2 separate regions of the Podarcis muralis genome follow, and region 1 is linked to region 2. Evidence: chromatin contacts called from public Hi-C data. All regions are on one chromosome and are shown on one strand. The core of a region is the stretch at or near the end of the contact, and the rest is flanking DNA. Distances in the headings are between cores, read along the strand shown.

Region 1 (4,405 bases), core at 557-3,056, 180 kb after region 2:
GTCAACCTCTTAAAACGCTGTTCAGCAGAATGCAAAATGGCGCCGCCCTGGGGGGAAAAGCGCGGGAAAAGCTGAGGAGGCGGAGGAAAGACGCGCGTTTCTGAGGCGCTTCTCGCGGTGCTTTAACCGCCGTTTGGCTGCGGTGATCCGCCTCAGGCGCTCGGCAGCCTGTTTCCCGCCTTTATTTTAAGCCCTAACGGCAGCGGGGCGGGCGGGGGAGGGGAGCTGCGCCGCCTGAGGAGATTCGTTTGGCGGGAAGCCCTGAGGGGGTTGGCTGAGCCCGCTGCGTCCAAAAGAAGGCTTTGCTCCCTAGTCAGTTCCTCTGGGCGCAGTGGGGCTTTACTTCCGAGTAGACATGGGTTAGGGTTGCGCGCCCTTCCTCCGGGGATTTATAACATTCTACGGCAGTTAAAATGTGGGGGTTTGGGGGGGAGGTGTAATTGATTTGCTTTTCGTTTTGCTATATATAATGTATATAATAAAGTTCTCATTTTGCATTATTCTGTTGTGAAGCTCCCTGGGCTCTTTGGATAAAGGGTGGTATACAAATTTAATTGGCGGTGACGATAAATATATAAAAATAACGACGACTGTATTCTTCTCCAAGCATAATATTTCAAAAAGTGAAAATCCAGATACAAAAGTGAGTCTTCCAGGAAATTCTGGACATATGGCAACCCCATGACCAAGCACCTTTGGGTGAAGGGCTGTATACAAATTTAATAAAATTATTAGAATTATAATCAACTAAAAATTAGCAACAAGAGTATTCTTCTCCAAGCACATTTGGATGGAGGGCAGTATACAAATTTAATTAATAATAATAATAATAATAATAATAATAATAATAATAATAATTACTATTAATAATTACTATTAATAATTACTATTAATAATTACTATTATTACTATTACTATTATTATCTATATTAATAACCATAATCTTCTCCAAGCACCTTTGGGCAGTTCCCCTGTCATGTCTCAGATTGCACGTCTGCTTGATTCCCTGCACAACCCCACAAGAAGAGTGCAATCGTAAACCATATTTGCTCGGGATTAAATAAATGCGCACATATTTTTTTAAAAAAGATTGAAGTATTAAAGAGTACTACTACCAGCCATTTAAGTGTGTGGTTCTTGGCTGAAATGGTTCCAGCTGAAAAAAGCCCTGTATACAGTCAATATTAACAGCTATGATCCTGGAGGAAGAAGTATCCAGTTTTCCAAAGTACATAATACTGTGGTTTGACTACTGGGAAAATGCAATATCATACTGCACCAAAATTGGGAAATTAAAGGTGGTCATGAGAATAGCCCCAAAGTATTGAATACCTGACTGAAATCAGTGGGAACAGATCTCTTTGTTTTTTTTAATGAATCAACTCACTTTCTCTTCCTTTCTCTTTCCCCAAATACTCTTGAAGAAAAGCAATGAAGATGCTCCATCTACTGGAGAATTGATGCAGCATATCCCCAGACAATTTCAGACAGCTGCCACATATGTGCTGATGACAACACATCCACAGATGACAGCTTTGGTGAATTGAAGTTCAGTGTGGGAAAACAAATCACAGTGGCCAAGCTAGCCAAAAGACACTTGGAAGCCCCACAAGCAGGACACAGGGGCAATGACTATTTCTCACCCTTATCCAGCAATTGGTATCTAGAGGCTTGTTGCCTCTAAACCTGGAGGCTGGTACCCACTGGCAGCTACTGGTAGGCAGAGTCAGGGACCACAGTAGGTAGAGTCAATTGTTGTTTACACGTTTAGTCGTGTCTGACTCTTTGTGACCCCATGGACCAGAGCACACCAGGCACTCCTGTCTTCCACTGCCTCCCACAGTTTGGTCAAACTCATGCTGGTAGCTTCAAGATCACTATCCAACCATCTCGTCCTCTGTCGTCCCCTTCTCCTTGTGCCCTCCATCTTTCCCAACGTCAGGGTCTTTTCCAGGGAGTCTTCTCTTCTCATGAGGTGGCCAAAGTATTGGAGACTCAGCTTCAGGATCTTTCCTTCCAGTGAGCACTCAGGGCTGATTTCCTTCAAAATGGATAGGTTTGATCTTCTTGCAATCCCATGGAGAGTCCCAGGGACTCTCCAGAGTCTCCTCCAGCACCATAATTCAAAAGCATCAATTCTTCGGCGATCAGCCTTCTTTATGGTCCAGTGGAGTCAATTAATTGTGATCTTCTCCCCACCCAACTCCCTTGCAAAGACACAAAGGACTGAATACAAAGCTGCAGCCCTATGCATGTTTATATCATAGAAGTGTAGAGTTGGAAGGGACGCTGAGGCGCATCTAGTCCTACGTCCTGCAATGCAGGAATCCCGACTAGAGCATCAGATGTTGTTTCAGGGGAGTGCAGCCAGTTTGGTCACACTGGGCATAGAGCCTTGGGGGTGCTGCTGGGGACGCCACAACTATGATTTACAATGGAGCATGAGAGGTGTAAGAGAGCCGAATTTTAGTGTCATACAGGGCACCAGTGAAATTTGGGGTCCCAAGATCTGCCACTGAAAGCATCCATGACAGATGGCCATCCAACATCTGCTTAAAAGCTTCCAATGAAGGAGAGTCCGCCACCTTCTAAGGCAGTGGTGTCCAAACTTTTTTCAAAGAGGGCTAGATTTGATGAAGTGAAGCGCCGTGTTGTTGACCTTTTTTTATAGGATTGAAGAGTTGTTGTGCTTTTTTTAGGGTTGGAGTTGAGCTTCTTTTAGGATTGAACTAGTTGAGGGGTTTTTTAGGATTTTACCCCAGGAAATAAACTGCCATGGGGACTGGATTAAACCAACCGGCAGGCCGGATTAGGCCCCTGAAACGGACTTTGGACATGCCTGTTCTAAGGGAGTCTGGTCCACTGTCGAACATCTCTTACCATCAGAAAGTTCTTCTTGTTTAGTTGGAATCTCCTTTCTTGTAACTTGAATCTATTTGTAGTGAATGGTAGTAAACCTCATTGAACTCAGTAGGATGTACTTCTAAATAGATCACAGCACCTCAAGGCATTTTATTGACCCAAGGGCTGTTGTACCACATTCTTTGCCAGACATGGAAGCAACTGCTGGGTCATGTGTGAGCCGTGCAGCACTTTAAAATTGAGTCCAGTTGTTACTGTCATAATTCTATCCCCAAAGTATTCTGTGTCATTATAAGGGATCCCAGGATCCACCCCTTAGATTCCATGCAGCTTCACCGCAACACATACATTTTCCTGCCCCAAGCAACCTCATGAGTTGCTTGCCCAATTGAACTGGCAGAGAGAACAAACAGGAAGAGCATCATGGGTGCACATGTTTGGAGAAGCAGATTGTTTAATGAGAAAGAGGGAAGTAAAATGTGGTAGTCTAAAGCTGATGGTCAGGCAGGAGATGAAGGAAAGATGCAGCAACTGGAGGAGGAGAAGGAGAAAGCACACTGGAAGTGAGATATGGGCAGATGCAATGAATTAATTCTGCTCAAAATGTAGCCTATTGTCAGTCACAGACAGGATATGTTGCCTGGGGAAATGAAAACTCACGCATCAAGAAATGCAGGAGCAGCATGGAGGAAGCACTGACTAAACTGACCTTAGGTTGAAAACACAAAGAGACAGAAAATGAATCAGACCAACATAATTGCATAAAAAGAGAGGTTTATTTATAATATATACAGTATGTTTTAATACACAGTTGCTCAAATTTGGCATTGAAAAACACCACTGAATATACTGTTATATAGGCATCAGCCTCTTCATCTGTGCTACGATCTCTTCGTTTTATTCTGATTTGCTTATGGCATCGTTGTCTGTTTACAGTATTCTGTCACCACCTCACCACCCTCCCTGCTGCAGTTTAAGGCACTTGTTAATGTCTTTCTGTCACCAAGCTTCTTGTTTCATGAATGTCTCACAAATGAATCATGCATATCCAGCCTGAGGCTGCAATCCACACACTTCCCTAGGAGTAAACCCCATTGTAGTGGGACTTACTCCGGAGTATACATGAATAGGCTTACATTGCAGAACTCCTTTTGCTGCTCTCATCCATACTCGATCAGAGGAAACAGGTGTACATTTCTTAACTGTCCCTAAGCCAGGCATGTCCAAAGTACGTTTCGGGGGCCTAATCCGCCAGTTGGTTTAATCCGGCCCCTGTGGCAGTTTATTTCCTGGGGTAAAATCATAAAAAAAGCTCAACAACTTCATAGAAACATCGCCACCTGTACCCGCCCCACTCACCTTTTCCCCATCCACCTCTTTCTCCCTTTTTCTTCCTAATGTAACACTAATGTCTCAACAAATGAAACTGATCTGTAAAAATGTAACTGGGGGGGGGGGAGACATTGCTCATACTTTTGTAAACCAAGAAAATCTTTAATAATAATAATAATACTGTAATAATAAAAGATCAACAACTTGGGTT
Region 2 (4,475 bases), core at 1,400-3,899:
CTATTTCCCTTCTGTACCCTTATAGTAGATTTCTCTGTCAACTTAAGGGAGACATATCCTCTTACTTGCCTTTCCTCTAAACTACAAAGCCCCAACCTTTCCTAATAGGGGGGTAGCTCCATCCCCTTGATTATTTCGGTCACCCTGCTCCAAACCTTTCTTGGAGGTGGCTCCAAGACTCCTCGCTGGGAACCAGTGGGGAGAGCACGGGTCCTCCGATGCCCACACCCTCCCTGCGCAGAAGGCTTCCGCGCAGGGAAAGTAGGCGGAGACTAGGCGTCAAAGAGCTTCTTTGCTGGAAGAAGTTCAAGAAACGCCCACTAACGGATTCTGCCAGCGATTGAGACAGCCACGGGCGCGTGGCTGTCCAGACAGAAAGGGTTCATTCAGGCAACCAACCAAGGGTGGCGTTGATTTACACACAAGCAACCCCTAGAACCATTACAGGCATCTAGCATTTCAGTACTGTATTGGGCATTTTAATTACTGTACGTCTCAAACTTTTCCTCGTTTTGATCTATTGTAAACTGTTTTTGAGGGCGCTGTTGTTGTTTTAAACATCAGAGTGGTGTATAACTTCCTGAATTTGCTAAAGTTAATATTTAGGTAAATTTAATTTTTAACTATTAAGTTTGTTCAGTAACTCTCAATCTCAGGGGTCTAAGACCACATCAGGTGAAAGACTCCTGGCACTGCAGGGGAGCTGGACTAACTGACCCTTGTGTCCCCTTCCAACTGTACAGTTGAGTCCATGAAATATTATGAAACAAACAGAAACAAATACCCACATTTGACTTATTCATTGTCGAATCACTGACTCCAGCTACAAAAGCTGAGGCTGCTCAAGAGGCCAGAGACCATATATTTTATATTTTACTTCATTTAGCAATGTTGTCTTTTGAAATGTTTTAAGACTTTAGTTGTTGTTAACTTTGTTTGTGTTAAATATGTATGTTAGAGTTGACCTCCAGTGTAATCTTTTGTTTTGAAGTCTCTTTAAGATGTTTTAGTTTCCTGTTAATTAGGTTGCTTTGAATGTATACTTTGTATTTGACTTTCTTCAGTAACTGTTTCATTCTGGATCGTTTCGTTTGATGTTTTAATGTGCCGCAAACCACGACCCATAAAGCACCTATGTTGCAGGCCTTTTACTAAGGACTTCTATACCATGTTGGTTACATTTGTGTTGTAAACTGCCCTGTGGTCTTCTGACAAAGGGCAGTAAATAAATTTAATAAATAGTAATAATAATAGTGTAAAGCAGTGAACTTCAGCTGAGGGGCCAGGACCCACTACTTGGGTCGTGGGGTGATCTAAAATGGGTCACAAGAGTAGCACTGCCAACATATATAAATATAAATTTATAAATTAAAAATAAAATTAGAAATTGTGGTGTTTTTATATGCGCTGGAAGCCACCCAGAGTGGCTAGGGAGATCTATTTTCCAGGGACGTCCCCGATTTACAGGTTTCTGATTTCATCCTGGAATGTCCTGCTTTTCCTTAGGACAGCCCTATTTTCATCGGAGAAATGTTGGAGGGTACGGAGTTATCTGACCCTTGAGGCATCTGAAGGCAATCCTATATTGGGAATATTTTTTTAAATGTTTACTTTTTTATTATGTTTTTATATATGTTGGAAGCTGCCCAGAGTGCTTGGGGCAGCCCAGTAAGATGTGTGTGTGTATGTATAAATCATCATCATCATCTTAAAAATATAAAGAGGTATAGAAATGAAATGAATAATAATAATGGAATGGGACGTCCCTATTTTCATTGGATAAATGCTGGAGGGTACAGATCCAGCCAGATGGGCAGGGTAATAATAATAATAAATTTCCCCCCTGAAAATATAAAGCGGTATAGAAATAATAATAATAATAATAATAATAATAATAATAATAATAATAATAATAATAGATTTTTGTCTTTAAAGTATAAAGCGGTATAGAAATGAAATGAATAATAATAATGGAATGGGACGTCCCTATTTTCATCAGAGAAATACTGGAGGGTATGGACCCAGCCAGACGGGCGGGATAATAACAATAATAATAATAACAATAATAATAATATATTTCCCTCCCTTAAAATATAAAGCTGTATAGAAATAAAATGAAAAATTATTATGGAATGGGACGTCCCTATTTTCATCGGAGAAATGCTGGAGGGTACAGATCCAGCCAGATGGGCGAGGTAATAATAATAATAAGAGATTTCCCTCCCTGAAAATATAAAGCGGTATAGAAATAATAATAATAATAATAATTAGATTTTTGTCTTTAAAGTATAAAGCGGTATAGAAATGAAATGAATAATAACAATGGAATGGGACGTCCCTATTTTCATCGGAGAAATGCTGGAGGGTATGGACCCAGCCAGATGGGCGGGGTAATAATAATAATAATAATGATAATGATAATAATAATAATAATAATAATAATATTTCCCTCCTTTAAAATATAAAGCTGTATAGAAATAAAATGAAAAATTATTATGGAATGGGACGTCCCTATTTTCATTGGATAAATGCTGGAGGGTATAGATCCAGCCAGATGGGCGGGGTAATAATAATAATAATAATAATAATAATAAATTTCCCGCCTTGAAAATATAAAGCGGTATAATAATAATAATAATAATAATAATAATAATAATAATAATAATAATAATGGGGTTTTGCCAGCTGCCCGCCCTTCTTCTGCCGGAGCCTCTTCGTCTCCCTCTGCACCCACCGCGCACTTTTGCGATTCGCCAGGTGAGAGAGCCTGCTGTTAATAAAGCAGCCCCTTTTTTTCTTTTCTTTTCCTTTCTTTTCTTCCCCCCTTTTTGATTCCCCCTGGAAGGGAGAGAGGAGGGGAGGGAAGGGGAGGCGCCACGGCGGCCGGCCATCGCCGCCGAAGAAGAAGCCATTTCCCAGCCCCGCATCCTCCTCAGGAGCCCAGGAAGGAGCAGAATTCAGAGAGGGAGAAATAAATAAATAAATAAAAGCAGAGAGAGAAATAGAAATATCTTTTCCTCCCCCCCCCCCCAGGCTCCCGGAGAAGGGCGGGCTCCCTCGGCTGGGTGAGTGGGCGATGGATCGATATCTCTTGATCGATATCGGGGGGGAAGAGGAGGAGGTGCGGGTCCCCGCGGGATCGGCGACGGCCGCTCCCTACCCTCCGAGGAGACCTCTGTTGCGCGCTCTCCTTCCTCCGCTTTGCCGGGGCCAAAATGGCGGCGGCGGCCCTGAGGAGAAAAAGGCGCGAAGAAGGGAAGGGAGGAGGAGCGGCGGCTCCTCCGCAGGCTCCCTTCTTCTTCGCCTTCCTGTCAGGTTTCCGGCCTTTGGGGCTCCTTCTCGGCCCCACCCGGCTAAGCATGAAAGGCTTTTGCCGTAATAATAAACGTTTTTTAAACTGGCCACGGGACTCGCTATGTGGTTGTATTTTCGCCCTCTCTCGGCCTCTGCTCCCCCCCGAAAAGCGGCTGGTTTGGGGTTTTCCGGGCGGGGAGAGGAAGGAAGGCGCTTGCTGCTGCTGCCGGCCAGGGTCTGGCTCTTGCTCAGCCCCTGCCTTGCCTCGGCGTGTTGCTGCCAGCCAGGGTCAGGCTCCTGCTCAGCCCCTTGCTTTGCTTTTGTATGTGGCTCCTGGGTGGTGGCTGCCGGCCAGGGTTTCACTCTTCTTCAGCCCTTGCTTTGCCATGCAGCTCCTGGGCTGCTGCTGCCAGCCAGAGTCTGGCTCAAGCACCCCTTTGCCTTGCTTCGGTACGTAGCTCCCAGGCAGCTGCTTGCTGGGGTTGCTGCCAGCCAGGGTCTGGCTCCTGCTCAGCCCCTTTGCCTTTATTTGGTATGTGGCTCCTAGGCGGTTGCCAGACAGAGTCTGGCTCTGGCTCAGCTCCTGCCTTTGCTATGCAGCTGTGAGCCAGTGTCCAGCTCTTGCTCAACCCCCTTTTTTTTGTATGTGGCTCTTGGTCTGCTGCTGCCAGCCAGGGTCAGACTCTTTCTCAGCCTCTTGCCTTTGCTGTGCAGCTCCTGGGCTGTTGCTGCTGCCAGCCAGGGTCAGGGCTCTTGCTCAGCCTCTTGCCTTTGCTGTGCAGCTCCTGGGCTGTTGCTGCTGCCAGCCTGGGTTGGGCCCTTGCTCAGCCCCTTTGACTTGCTTTGTCATGAGGCTCCTGGCCTTCCTATGACAACTTGACCCTTTCGCTATAGAAACCATCAAAAGGTAGAGTTGTGGGTGTGTATTGTGCCTATTCTGTGTTTGTTAGTTCCTCTGCAGTTGCCAAGTGATGGTGGGTGAGGGAGAACGGATCTCATTAATTGCTCTGCTTTATAACTTGTTTTCTTCTTTTTTTAAGGCTACGGATTCTCTTTAAAGGGTTGTTTCATCCAGCAAGCCTGCCGTTCTTTTCAGCCTCTGAAATGTAACCTTCCCCAGGTATGTTGGTTTCTGCTGTGGAGTTGACCTCTGTTTGGTCACAAGCGGCGTCCATGTCTCT

What was found. Hi-C and Micro-C count contacts between places; a contact is called where the count stands out from the background.
Region 1: a contact with region 2 is called in a Hi-C map of blood, with 4 times the contacts expected there. The contact joins the promoter of C1H14orf39 here to the promoter of PCNX4 in region 2. A contact is called at or near these places in 2 of 3 Hi-C or Micro-C datasets (blood and tail).

Annotation. Positions count from the first base shown.
Region 1 is chr1:9,081,210-9,085,614 of rPodMur119.hap1.1, forward strand. It overlaps C1H14orf39 (chromosome 1 C14orf39 homolog), which reads right to left and starts at 1,807. Exons shown (of 22, transcript XM_077921733.1): 1 at 1,388-1,807.
Region 2 is chr1:8,901,907-8,906,381 of rPodMur119.hap1.1, forward strand. It overlaps PCNX4 (pecanex 4), which reads left to right and starts at 2,650. Exons shown (of 12, transcript XM_028737737.2): 1 at 2,650-2,757; 2 at 4,335-4,414.